Regions from separate parts of the Mus musculus genome. Here region 1 is linked to region 2. A link is a contact called in public HiChIP or PLAC-seq data. All regions are on one chromosome and are shown on one strand. Each heading gives the region's core, a stretch centred on a gene start, on an enhancer-like site or on the middle of the called end of the contact. The rest is flanking DNA. Distances are from core to core; before and after follow the strand shown.

What was found. HiChIP or PLAC-seq counts read pairs in DNA pulled down with a chosen protein or histone mark.
Region 1: a contact with region 2 is called in a FOXA1 HiChIP or PLAC-seq map of pancreatic cancer cells. The contact joins two enhancer-like sites. A contact is called at or near these places in 1 of 484 Hi-C or Micro-C datasets (embryonic stem cells) and 1 of 115 datasets of contacts at active chromatin or transcription factors (pancreatic cancer cells).

Annotation. Positions count from the first base shown.
Region 1 is chr15:54,357,557-54,364,859 of GRCm38.p6, reverse strand. No RefSeq gene overlaps it. Among named protein-coding and RNA genes, the nearest start is that of Colec10, 50 kb to the left of the region's middle. Within about 2 kb of position 1,764, at least 16 of the 459 cell types and tissues checked have an H3K27ac peak or open chromatin away from gene starts, as enhancers often do. A contact at or near this core is called in pancreatic cancer cells, where this site is marked.
Region 2 is chr15:53,613,017-53,619,799 of GRCm38.p6, reverse strand. All of the region lies in intron 4 of Samd12 (sterile alpha motif domain containing 12), which reads left to right. Gm23200 (a small nucleolar RNA gene) reads left to right here and starts at 6,602; the gene lies at 6,602-6,733. Mir28c (microRNA 28c) reads left to right here and starts at 5,521; the gene lies at 5,521-5,595. Within about 2 kb of position 1,554, at least 37 of the 459 cell types and tissues checked have an H3K27ac peak or open chromatin away from gene starts, as enhancers often do. A contact at or near this core is called in pancreatic cancer cells, where this site is marked.

The DNA of each region.
Region 1 (7,303 bases), core at 515-3,014, 740 kb before region 2:
CAAATGAGCTGCCTTCTCTGGCATCAATAGAAGAAAATGTGTCTAGTCTTTCTGGAATATGATATTCCGAGGCTGGTTGATATCCATGGGAGGCATTTCCTTTTCTTAGGAAAATGAGAGGATAGGTAGGTAGAGGGGGTAGGGGTGGGTCAGAGGGAGGGACTAGGAGAAGAGAAAGGAGTGGAAGCTATAATCTGGATGTAAAGTCAATAAATCACTTAATCAAGAAAAATAATTCTATGTACAGTTTTTTCTCTCAAAAGTCAGTTTTTATCTGAAAGTTGTTGCATATTAATTAAATAAGATGGACTTCATTATGCCATTTTTATACAAACAAACATACATACATACATACATACATACATACATACAGTGGCATTTCATCATACCCACCACAATACCCTGCTTTATTTCCCTCTCCACCCTCTGCCGGTATCCTTACTTTTGAGATTCCTCATGTGCATAAAGACACATGCTACTTCTTTATGAGTTGAGCATATTTTGTTTAACGTCATGTGCTCTTTTGTCTCATGGTTCTGTTCCTTATTGCTGTATTCAGCAATAATAACTCTCCTATGTATAGACCATATTTCTCTTCATTGATGGGTACCTCTGCTGATTCTACTACTTGGCTACTGTTACTAGGGCTAAAATAATTCTCTCTTGTATGCTTTGATTCCTTTGGGTACAGAGACACTCATGGTAGAGATGGACGATGCGGTACTTTGATTTTAGTTTGTTGTATAACCTCCATGCTGACTTTCATAGGTTTACACTCATTTATGTTCCTCTCAACAATGTCATAACCAAGCCGTCAACGTATGTGCTTGTTGTCTTCTGTTTTCCTTATAGCTACTGGGACTGAAATGAGATAGATTTTTCAATATACCTTGATTTACATTTCCCTTATCGCTAAAGATGTTCAACATTTTTCATGTATTAATGGGTTCTTTGTATTTCTTTCTTTTGAAAAGTGTCTATTCAATTTATTTGTTGATGTGTCAATCTTCATACCTCTGCAAGAAGCCAGATAAATTAGTCATGACATTGCAAACTCAGCAAGCAGAAAGTAGAGGCAGGAGGATGCACATGCAAAGCCAGACTAGGCTACATAGAAAGACTCTGACTCAGCAGTGGGAGGGAAACCAGACATCTTCACCTTAAAATTCTAGCAGGGCTGTTTAGCTTTATTTATTGTCTGTTCAAATATTCAAATGAACAGTGCTCATTAGATACCAAATGTTATGTTCAATGAGATTACTGCTTTAGAGATTCATACTTTAGGATGGGAAGGGGACACAGAGTACATAAAAAACAAAAAACAACCCTAGGTTAGTGGGATAGTATGAATTAGAAACGTAAAGTACAATATTGTGTCAGAGCTACACAAAAAACAGCTCTCATCTGGGCTGAGATCTGGAGGATTTTTTTTCAGACAGGACTCTTAGGCTCATACCTGGTGGATGAGAATAGACAGTCAGAAAAGTACAGTGGCGTGGAAAGGAGAGACAGACATTCCAGGAAGAGAGGAGGGCTTGAATGGAACCACCCACTCCCATAGCATCCAAACACAAATTTGAGGGAGCATATTTAAAATGATCAGCTTCAAGAGTACATGGAAAACAGGTTTTCCTGTCATCCCTCCTCCACTTCAACTTCTCACAGGCTCCTTCACTACAGCTGGACTGACAGAAGGGGTACACTGGCTTTAGGTTTTCCGGTATTCTCTTCCCACTCACCCTGAAGTTGCAAGCCACAGGTTTCTTGGAACCATGAACATTGTTTGAACTAAAGCTAAAACAGGCGATGTGCTCTGAGTCACACTATGCAGGCATATTTATATCATCTGTTTATGACACTCACAGGTGGACACAATGACTCATTACACAACATTCTAAACATAGAAGCCTGGAAAACCCTGAGCTCTGGGAACTTGTTGGGTAGGAATACCAATACAGTTGAGGAAGACGACAGAGGCCTTCCCTTAAAGTATGCATTTACACATGAAGTCTTTATACATCAAACTGGTTTTTAAGAATGTGCTGCCAAACACATTTGCACTGGTGAGTGTGGGATGGAAGAAGATGAGGAAAAATCATTGATGCTGAAGCTGGTGATGAAAGGCCTCCATCAGCTATGGACTATGCAACTGCTCATGTACACACAGGGGCACACTTGGGAAAGAACCAGAATGCATGTCCTTACCATGGGACCAGAAACAAATCACTCCAATGTCCGAAGAAATGGTTTGAAGTCAATGACTTTGGTTTGGATTCAATGATTTCTTTCTCCACAGTACTGTTTGTGTCTGATTTGAATTTTTCAATTTTTACTTAACCACATATACAGGTATTTTCCTTAGATTAAAAAAAAAAGACTCTTACTTGTACATCACCCTACACTCAGATGTATAACTCAAGCCTCAAGATAGATCCATTATTTTGCTATTGGGAGTTATTCTCCTATCAAAAAATAAAAAATAACATTCCTACAAGCCAAAGCTGCTATCACCCTATTCTGTGCATTTTAGCCCAATGTGCAAACTTTTAACAGCCCTATAGAAAGTAGTAACTTTTAAAGAAGTTTCTCTAAGTGAATATTTCAAAGCTGTGCTGTCTGATGGGGACCCTTCCCACTGGGGTAGTGGAAACATCCAAAACAGTCAAGGAAGAGAGAACTCACTGTTGTACTCAATTAGTTAAGAAACCATCAAAGTAAATAAAGCAATAGCTTCAAGAACACACACAAAAGGAGTCACTGAAGTAGAACAGATTAAACGAAAAAGAAGAAGTCTGTTTTAGCTACCAAGTGACCCCTGGGTAAAGAATAATTTCTTCTTCAGGACACTCTTCGTCAAGGTCTTCCAGCAAGATGGCTATGTGGAAGCAATTTCTTTCTGTGTCTATAGGGAATTGAGAAAGTGTGCAGGAAATATAGGCTGAGTTTAATTCCAAGTAAAGTACAAGAGGTCAGTGATCAGGAACAACTTTTGAAATGTTTGTCACCTCCCGGAATACTAATGGTTTTGAAACATCACAATGGTCATGAAGTAAACTCTTTGCACTTTAGGAACAAGAAACAACTCAGAGAGAACCTCACCACCTCCATGACTTTGCTCTTCACTGGGATGGTTATCACATAATTAGCCTTCTTAGGAAGCCGTCCACAGTCATCTCATGAAGTTACTTTGAGCATACATTTAGTACCTAGCCCACCTCTGGACCAGAACTTGTGCTATTCTTCAGAGATACTCAAATTTACGATATCTATGTGTTCAAGAACCAGAATGTTAGGCATGGTAGCACACACTTTCAGTGCCAACCCTTGGGAGGCAGAAGCAGACAGATCTCTTCGGTATGCAAGGCATTGCCTGCTGACTGGCAGAGGCTCAGAATGTGTGTGGGTTTGAGTTCAAGAATTGCAAGTAAATACATAATAAAGTCTGTATATTGATTGGCTAATTGGTGAAAGAAAAGAAGGATAAAATGGGGAGGGGGGTAATACATATTACATGCCAGCAACTGTGGTAAGTTACATGCATGATCATATATTCTCAATCATTGTAATAATTCAGTGTCCATAGGAGATTCATCGCCCTTTGTTTACATGAGAACAAATTGAGGCTCAGAAGTTTTATCTAACTGCATCTGCAGCACATTCATATTAAAGAGCATAATCAGGACTTTATATCCAAGTGTGTCAGGTGATACTGGTTAACATCCAGTCTTGTCTTAATGCACCCTTGAGCTGCTCACCATGGTCCTGAGTAGCTTGGGGTTGCCAGGGTCTCAGAATGTTTCTCCCAGTGCCTAGGTTCCAGAAGTGTGACTCCCTGAGTACAGGCAAATCTCTGATCCACCATGGAGCCAAAATTAGACTCAATTTGAATACAAGAGGTAAAACAAAATTCTCTACTCTGCTAATGATTGTGTCAAGTAGGACTTCCTTTTCCATATAGCATTGTAATTACCTAATTACTCATTTTCATGGGAATCGTGAATGAAAAACACTGCTCCGGGCATCTGTGGGAGTTGGAACCTAAGGAGGGGAATTGTGTCCTGGGACTTTCCACCCTTACAAGCTGTCTCTGCTCAGACATTAGTTCCTCCTACCCCATTCCTCTCTACCTACTGCTTACAGCTAGTTGGATTTACCCACACAAAAATGCCTTTAACAGAAGGTCCTTGATTTGAAAGCACAGTGATGTGTTACATACATACATATCTACTTTAAAATTTAGCTGTGTCTTCCAGCTGCATTTTCCCATAGAATTTATAGTCCCATTTTACCTTGTAAAGATTACTAAATGGAACATATAAGTAATAAGATTGGAGAAGAAATACTACTTTTGATTTAACTGAAATTGTAATAGTTATAATAACAATGCAAGGCATGGGGGTGATATACACCATTTCATGCTAGCTCATGAAAATATTGCACCCTGTTTCTATAAAACCAGAAAACCTCACTAATTTCTTGAACTCAATTATGGAGTCAATGTAAAAGCTTATAACTTGTACGCTGCCAGGATTTGAATTGAGATCCAGTTCCCATTTGCTGTGCTGGCTGCCCAGCCTCTTTTAACATTTTGATGTAATAAAATTTTGGTGTCGGAGACAGGAGATTTGATTTCGATTGGAGTCCTGTTGTTAATATGCTTTGGGCAAGTCCTTTAACTCCCTTGAACTTGATTACTTAATTAAACGGTTTGGACAAATGGTCTTTAAATTGGAGACCAACTCAGATCTGTAATGATAAACCATTTATCAGCTCCCAAAGTGGTCCTGACATTGCTCCATGGTTAAACATTTTAGAGACATCCTTTTCTCTAGGCAATCAAAATACCAATAATTTTCAAGCATTATTGTCCTATAACCCTACACCATAAGCACAATACTTTTCCTCTTTTATTTTCTAGTGCCAATCATTTCCACTCTCCCTTTAAAATACACTACTAGTTTCAGAAAGTCATCTGCTATTTATGACTCCAACTTTACTACAAAGATTATGTTCTATGTGTTTAAGGCAGTACTATCACTTTGGTTATAGTAAAGAAGGCAAAAATGAAATTAAGTCATTGGGACTAAATATTTATTGATTTAACAGGTTATGTCCAGAGCCCCATAGAACATATAGAAATCCCTGACCCTTCTGGGATGTATTAGTCATAGAAGCTAAGTCACAATGAAGTGAAAATAAAGCTTGGTATCTCAGCAGCATAACAACACAAAGAGAGCTGTTTATTCAAGTGATGTTTAAAGTAGTTTGCTGATATTCCTTGGAAATTGTCTTCTGAGTGTTGAAATATGAACCAGCTGCTTCTTGCTCAACACATTCCATCTTCATATTCTCTACTACTCGCAGTGTATACTTTGCTAGGTGGAGGTGCACACCTATCCTATTCCTAGGTTCATATAATTTACCTTTGCTCATATATACCTGATTGGAAGTCAGTTATTGTTCTTACTATAACCAATGGCAACTGGGAAATGTCTTCTTCCTGTATCCCCAGGAAGCAAACTATTGAGTGTTTGAAAGCATTATTCTCTTCAGGAACTCCGGGGAGCCTACTCAGTGTATTAAAAGTAAGTAAGTTAAAAAAAAAAAAAAAAAGAACTGAGCAGAGTTTTACAGCTATTAATTCTATTGGCATTGTTTCAGACAGAGGAAAGATCCCAGAGAAAGATCCAGCAAAACTATGAATCCTACATAACATGCTTTGCCTGAAAACACTATTTATGGCATAAATATTTGTTGGCTGTCCCAATGTGTTAGCCATTCTGCTAATTGATGTGATCTTGTTCAAAATAATTTATACAAAAGCTCCCCCCGCCCCCACCACCAGCTCCAGTAACAAATTCTCCAGCCAGGGCAGTCTATTTAAAGGAGTGCTTAGAATGCAGAACTGATGGACAGGCGCAAATGAAACAGGAAAGAGGGCAAGTCAGTACAAGGTGGCATTATTAAACTGCTCACTGATACAGACAACTGTTGCCTAGCCCTCAAGGTCACCATCAGAGGCTTTTGAAATGGTTCTCAAAACTGACCCAAGGATATCTAAAGCTGTGCACAAGAGATAAAAAATGCCATCCAACTCTTACTTTGCACGAGACTGTCCATTTCAATCCAGTCCCCTTCAGAGCAGTAGCCAGGTGTTAAAGCTGATCTGTGAAACTAGCTCCAGTCCTTCTTGCTGTAGCCTGTCCTGAGGAAAATATTAGAACCCATTCCAAAACTTTTATGCTACCAACATCACTTACATTCCTGAAAACTCATATGTTAAAACAGTAATCTCCAAACATCGTTATATTAAGAGATAATTTTATAGGAGTTATTAAATTTACATAAGGCAATAAGGTCAGGATCAGACAGGATTAGATTCCTTATAAGAATACTGCTCTGCTCCTCTCTTTTTCCCTGTATATATGCAAGCCCCCATCCTCCTTTTATTTCTAGTCACAAGCCAGGTAGAGGGCATATGCCCATAGAGTGAGGAAACAACCATCTTCCTGCCAGAATTTGTGACATGTGTGCATTAATTTTCTATTGTTAAAGTCACCTAGACTATGATCTTCTGGTGCAGATGCTCAAGCAGCCAAATACACTACCCATTCCTTGTGATCTGGGTTACTTTCCTCTGAATGGTATGGTTGCTTGCATAGTAAGATGATCCAAGATCTTCAATTCTGGGGCTTTTTGCATGTACTCTTGGCTGATCAGAATTCTTATATTTGCCTAGTGAACATTTTTACTGGTTATAAAATGAGTGAATTATGTACAGGTGATTCCTTGCTTGTCAAATATTTTTCTTGTTTCACAGCAACTTTCCTACCTCCAACTGAACATGATTAATTAGGCATGTATTGGAATTGTTTCCTTGTTGCTGACAGCCAACACTCACAATACACAATAAACAAGTAGGAGCTATTAAATTTAAATAAGGCAATAAGGTCAGGATCAGACAGGATTAGATTCCTTATAAGAATACTGCTAGAACCCTATAGGTGGAACAACAATATGAACTAACCAATACCCCCGGAGCTCGTGTCTCTAGCTGCATATGTATCAGAAGATGGCCTAGTCGGCCATCAGTGGAAATAGAGGCCCATTGGTCTTGCAAACTTTATATGCCTCAGTACAGGGGAATGCCAGGGCCAAGAAGTGGGAGTGGGGGGATAGAGAAGGGGGGTGGGAGGTATGGGGGACTTTTGAGGTAGCATTGGAAATGTGAATGAAGAAAATATCTAATTAAAGTAAAAAAAAAGAATACTGCTAGAAATAATCTCTCTCTGCTCCTCTCTTT
Region 2 (6,783 bases), core at 305-2,804:
TCAAAGATGTTAGTTCATTTACTAGCAACCAAAACCAACTGTAGTAACTTTATTGTCCTGTAGGAACAGTGGGATGGAAAAGAGAAAGACAGAACTAACATCCTTAAAATATAAGAATCTTTACATCCTTCCATCCTTAGACTTAACTCTTTATTCCAAATTGAAAGCACCTAATTTTATATATACATTATTAATTGTATAAAATGTATTAAAATAATATATTTGTAACCCATTGGTATATATAATCAGAAAATTTCACTGAAGAGACTACATGCCTCTTTGAGTCTCATATCTGCCTCAGTAAGTAGGATTTCCTTGAGTTCATTTGATAGCATATACAGCTGTATCAGGGCCTCCTGAGAGTAAAGAGACTGCTGTGGTGCATGAAAAAAACAAGCAGAGATGGTAATTAGTCCCAGCATGTGCTGCTCCAAGCACCTTTCTTGGTACTTCCCATCCACATTTTTCTTGGTGGAGTTGCCTTCCTTTTTTGTGGTTCTCTAATGCCAAAAGTTTTACTTGCATATCCTCTACGCTTGCTGAAATGTTGTGCCTCCTGTGAGCTAGGTTTCTTTTTTTGACTCCTTTTTGAATGTCTAGACCAGCCAACTCTGTTTTCCATTTACCTAGTTTTTAGGGCCCCTGTTTACCAATTTCCTGATAATGGGTCTTGAACCGCATGCTTTGACACCTTGCCTAGCTAACTGGTTGGGCAGATAATCCTCGGTGTCTCATTACTGATGCACAGGCCGCCTCTTGCCTCCTATGTTTGTTTGGTCTTCTTCTTCTTCTTCTTCTTCTTCTTCTTCTTCTTCTTCTTCTTCTTCTTCTTCTTCTTCTTCTTCTTCTTCTTCTTCTTAACTTTGTTTTCTTTGACCTTTCCATTTAAACCCAGGTTTTGTTCTAGGTTCTGCTCCATCATATCCTTGACATGTTTCTGATCTTTGGATTTTCACCAAATATCTCTGTGGATATGCCTGGAAACTTAACACTTGATTTAATTATACACCTAATACATAATGAATGAAATACTAAAGCTCAGTCGTTGTACTTAACAACAGTGATACAAGAAAGAACAAAACAAAGCTGGTAGTCCCAAAGAGTTTACTGTCATATTTGGCTGTGAAACATGATGTTATGTTATGTTATTTTGGGTCTCATATTAGTAAACTGATTATTCATTTGTTCTTGTGAAATTCCCTGAGGAGAGGAAAAGTGCTGAATGACCAGCAGTAAATAAAGATGAACAAGTCACATAAAAGTCCAAAATGTTTTCCCTTTCTACAATCTAGTAACCTTGGCCTCACCTATAAGGTGAGACTAGTAACAACTAACTCTCTTGGGGTTAAGACTGCCTCCGACAGTGCTAATAAAATACCCAACACTAGGCCATGCATAGCCTAGTCACGCCAGTAAATAGTAGCCATAGTTCTCACCTAAGTCATCCAGTGTTTATTATTCCATTTTCCAGGAACTTTGGCAACACTGGGAGATCCCAGTATTGTACTTTCAGCCTTCTCCCATAATGTCCAACCTGAGCAGGATGGGATGAGATGGAATAATGGAGCTGTGAGTCACAAAGTCAACAATGCAGTAAAGACTCGCCAGGCTTCCTCTGCACAGGGACATGGATTTCCACACCCATTTGGGGCTTTAATGTTTGTGTTCAATGTTTCCTTCATTTCCTAGCAGTCATAAGATAGAGAATAGTGTTCAAAAAGAAGGAATTTCCTTGTAATGGCCACTTACTGTCCTGTGTGTCAGGTGGCAGATGCATGTACGTTCCCAACTTTACAACATCCCTCCAAAGAGTTTCTTATTCCTGCTTACAGATTAAAAAGCCGAGACCTCGAGTTGACCAAAGTTGCATAACTAATCAAAGAAGATCTAGAGCTGTTGTCCTTTATAGCAAATGCTCCTTAGTAAGTCAAAGACTAGCTTATTCTGTCCACATTTCCCCTCCTACACAAACCACTCTTAGACAGCCAAGGAGTCTCCAGTGAAGAAATAAATTCACAGCAGTGTTGCTGTTCCATTGTTCTAATACTTTTTAAGGCTGGGTCTTAGATGAATCAGTAGAAGTGCTTGTCATAAAATTTAAAGAGGCCTTCCAGAGTTCATGCAGGTGTACACCCACAATATTGCTTATTCTAATCCCAGTCCTGTCCCTCCTGCCAAACCCCCTAGAGGCAATTACACATGGTGTCTATCACCATGGTAACCAGGACAGGCCTGAGACTGGCTAGAGACAGTTTGACATTCTTACCCTTTTGAGTCCATGCTGCTATTTCTGGACACCTCCTGCCCTGAAACTCTTTCCCCTTCTCCAGAAGTACATTTTATAACCATTTTCATAATACAGCTGCATAGGCAGCGAGAAAAGTGGCCAGGAAGTGGTCCATTTGCTGACTACCTTCTTTTGTAAGTAGCTAAGTTGCTGAAGATTGTGAGACCAGAATTTAGTGGGAAAATTTGTGCTCTGAGTAATGAGTGGGTCTGACTCTGACACAAGATGCAAGGAATTTCTCTATCCATTGTTGAGTCTCAAGTCAACCCTCCTTATCATACAGAAGAGTAAACAGATTTTAACAGAGAAAAATGAGTGAGTGTATAACCTCACTTAGCTACTTCATGCAACATTGGGAGTAGAAAGTTCATTTCTGCACTTAGCACTTTTCCATGCTAAGTCAGGGAAATGGAGTCTACCATACACAGACTTCTCTTGATTCTATTATAACCCTAATCAATACTTGTTTAGAAAGGCAGGCAGCATACTTACTGTCTGTGCTCAATTTGGCTCTCTTTCTGAAAAGCATGTTTTTATTGGCCTGCTTTGGGCTAATCATGATAGAACACCTGAAGTAGCTAACCTTTAAAAAGAAATGGGCTATTAAGCTTACATGGGAGGTTCAAATGAAAGATCAGATGACCCAATGGCTACGTTGTAATGATGGCAGCAGCATCAGATCAGTGCATCAAAACAACTGGTCACATCACAAGCTAAATATCATAGAAAGAGAATTGAGCCAGGATCCCCTCTGGGTGCATACTGCCAGTGACCATGGGCCCAACCCATTATATATCTACCTATTCCCTACCTCCCAAACGGTCAACCACATACTAAGAGAACAAGCCTGTAACATCTATAGAATGTTGACCCAAACCAAATACTTCCCATGTAGTAGAGTATGAACACTATTTCATGGACCACCTACTTTAAACTTATCTATCATAGCAACCCAAATTATAGAGTTTTAAACTATTTTTTAGTTCTCCTGAGTTGGGAAGTGGTTCTGTCTCTTGAGTTTGAGAACAACTACTACTATAGATTTGAGGCTTTTCATATCCATGATTTCTTATTTAGTTTATGGCCTGGGCTTTTCTTTCCACTGAGGTGTTAAGTCTATGCATCCATCATCATCTTATATTCCTAGGTCTCTGTCAAATTCAACAGGAAATGAAAACCACTACATTTCTCATCTAGCTGTGATTTGACCAGAATATGTATGGGAGAAAGAAATTTTTAAAATAAGAGACATTCTGTTTCCCCTTGTCGGTCATGATAGTGTTAAAGAAGAAGCCGCCTCATGTACTGTTGGTATATTTTCAATAAAAGTTTCTTGTCAAACATGATGAAACACTCTTTAGATTTTCATTTTCAGTGGAGGACAAAATATTCTCAAATATACATATGTATTTTCTTCCAACACCTTTGTAGGAGTTTGGGTTTGTGCTTCCAGGATAAATTAGATACCAGCACACAATTGACCTGTATTAGTTGCCAAGGTATAAAGTTTAGAAGATTTTAACTTTTGTAATTATGAATTTCTACTCTTTGTCTTAAAGTTTAAATATTTTCAGAGTTGCACTATTTATATGCTGCATGTCAGAATCTTCACTAATTGATATCATTAATAACACCCTGAGACTGGCCCTAATTCTCAGGATAAATAAGATTAATACCATGTAGCAGGGACCCAAAGAGGTTCTTTGTACTCTTTCTACTGTGTTCTACTGACTGTAGTTCCAAAGAGAGTCCTAACCAGAACCCAGATGGAAACCCCAATCGTGGACTTTGAACTTCTAAAATAAAAGAAAATTATGTTTACTGCATAAGCCACCCAGTTTATGGCACATTATGATAACACAACTGTTATCACATGAATCATAGTGCAGAAGTTGGTATATGGAAGCTGCTTGGCTTAATTGACTACAGCACATCATAGTTGAATGCCAATTTTCTAATATTCCTCCCATTGAGAGGTAGGGTCTGAAAACCTAGCATCTGGGAATGCTTACTGACTGATATAATTTGTAATATATGATGGGTGTGATAAATGGCCCAATGTCTGGGACTAAGCCCAGAAATAACACAAATGCTAAGTTTCTAAGTCATTGGAAAATTTGCAGTGAGTTTGAGTTTCTATATTGCTATAAGGCCCCAGAGAGAGGCACCATGTGAGAAAAGACAGAAAAGTCAAGGAGCACTAACCTCCAGACACATAAATGAAGTAGATCTTCAGATGAACCATCCAACCTAGCCCTTCACCAAATACCTAACCCATAAGTGCATAAGCTAAATAAATGCTTTGAGCTATGAATATAGACTCAAGAACTGCAACAAGAGGCTGTTTCTAGATTCCTCTCTTCTGAAACTTATTTTAGGCCCAGTTTTGTTTACTCCTAATGAAGTTTGTTTCCATGGTTCTATAAAAGCAGTTATATAGAGACCATTGAATTATATAATTCTTTGGTAATTAAATATTAAATATGTAAATAACTAGCTAAAGTCACATAGCTACCACTTCACAGCATCTATAAATTTAACTAACTGCCAATTGAAAGTGTTCAGAAAAACCACTGTACATTTGCTAAACATGTACAGACTTTTTTTTTGTATTCCTAAACAGAACCGAATAACCTCTATTTGCATAATATTTACATACATTGGGTATTATAAGAAATCGAAAGATAGTTTTAAATACATGGACAGATGTATGCAGCTTATATGCAAATAGTATACCAATTTTTAATGAGATACTTTGACATCTGTGGATTTTGGTATCCATGAGGAGTCCTGAAAACCAATCCCCTGTGATGGTTGAGAGATACCTGCATGTGATTAAAAATAAGTAATGAGGGCCAGAGACATGAGTGAAAGCAAGGGCAGCTCCTCCATCGAGTGCATTATCTTCAATAGGCCACCTTGCTTAGGATCAAGAGAGCGCCAGGCCCGGGACTGCTCAGCTGTGAGAACTGGTTTCCTTATCTATAGAAGCAGGTCCTATTCACCTTTGCCACTGATGGCTTTATGAGTATGCGAACTCAGCTTTTGTACTATGTATTTATGAGTGTGTATTCGTGTTTCTTCCAATGTATTAGAAAACTATTCCATGGTGCTCCAGCCCGTGGGACAAATGAAATATCTAAGTCTTTGCTGCACCCTGTACTTTTCTTGTCTCCTCCAGCCCTCAGTAAATATTTGTTGAATTAATGAATGAACAAATGAGTATGTGTTAGTCACTGCAGTTACAAAGACAAATGAGATATGATCCCTACCCTTGAGGAGCTCACAGTCTATTGAACACAAGCAGCAAATTAAATACCGGTCATGCCTCCTGGCTAGTTCATTCTTTTATTGGGAAACACCATTTCATCTATGTCTAGCTGCTATTCATACCAACACCCAAATGAAATAAGATACGTGAAAATGTACCTTGGAGGAGCCTAGAAAGGGAGCGGGGGCTTTCCACTTATCCTGCAGAGATGGCCTCTCTATGGGGACGATCTGGGAAGGAAATAGGGAGAAATCTCCCCCACCAGGGCTGCAAGGACCCGAGTCCAATGACTCAGAATCACCCTCAGGGACCTATCAGAAAAAGCAAGAGCAGAACCAGTGACATGCCAGTCCATCAAACTGTGCCTGCCCTGGCTACTGAAACAGCAGAGTGGGGCCACTGTGTGAGCACAGCTCCCCAAGCTGCGGAAAGGGTTTGAGATAGACACTGGGCCATTGCTTAGGTTTGTAAAAAGAGAGGTGAGATAATTTAAATCAACCTGAATGTATAATTGTGACCCCTGAGAGCTAGGAATGAAGAAAGAGATACTTGATAAAGAAATGCTTGATAATGGACAGCCAAGCCGACTTAGGAGCAAGAGCAGATTACTCTGGTAATCTGGTATTCTACAGCTCAATGCAGTGACTATAATTCGGAGAAACCCACTATATCGTGTACAGAGAACCATAAGAAAGGAGCTCAGATATACCATGATTAGGAAATAGAAATGCTAATAACCTTGGTTTAATCAGGATCTTTCACTCACATGAATTGAAGATTATAACATATTCCATGAATATGTGCAAGTACATGTCTGTCAGATTTTTTTCAAATATTTAAGGAGACAGAAATGTTTTCTACCTGGATTTCTTTATTAGAAACTGTAAACATATGTTGAATTATTACAAAATAGTCCATAAATGTGTATAGCTAAAATAATTAATTGAACAAGAGCAAAGTGTAGAAAACCCAGATTTTTTAAGCAACCATCTTCATCCATGTTCTTAAAAGAAGTAGTTCTTTTTCCTTAACAAATATATTTCCCTGCCCTGAGAGGCCTTGCAGGCATGGCTGCTGTGTGACATGTGTGTCAGTAGGTGTCAGAGAAGAGGGAGGCTATGTCTAAGCTCAGTGTTCTAACCTGTGGACATCTGAATGATTAGAAGCCAAATGCTAACTGAAAAACAGAATCTAGCCTGAGACTATCACCAGTCCTGCATTGACA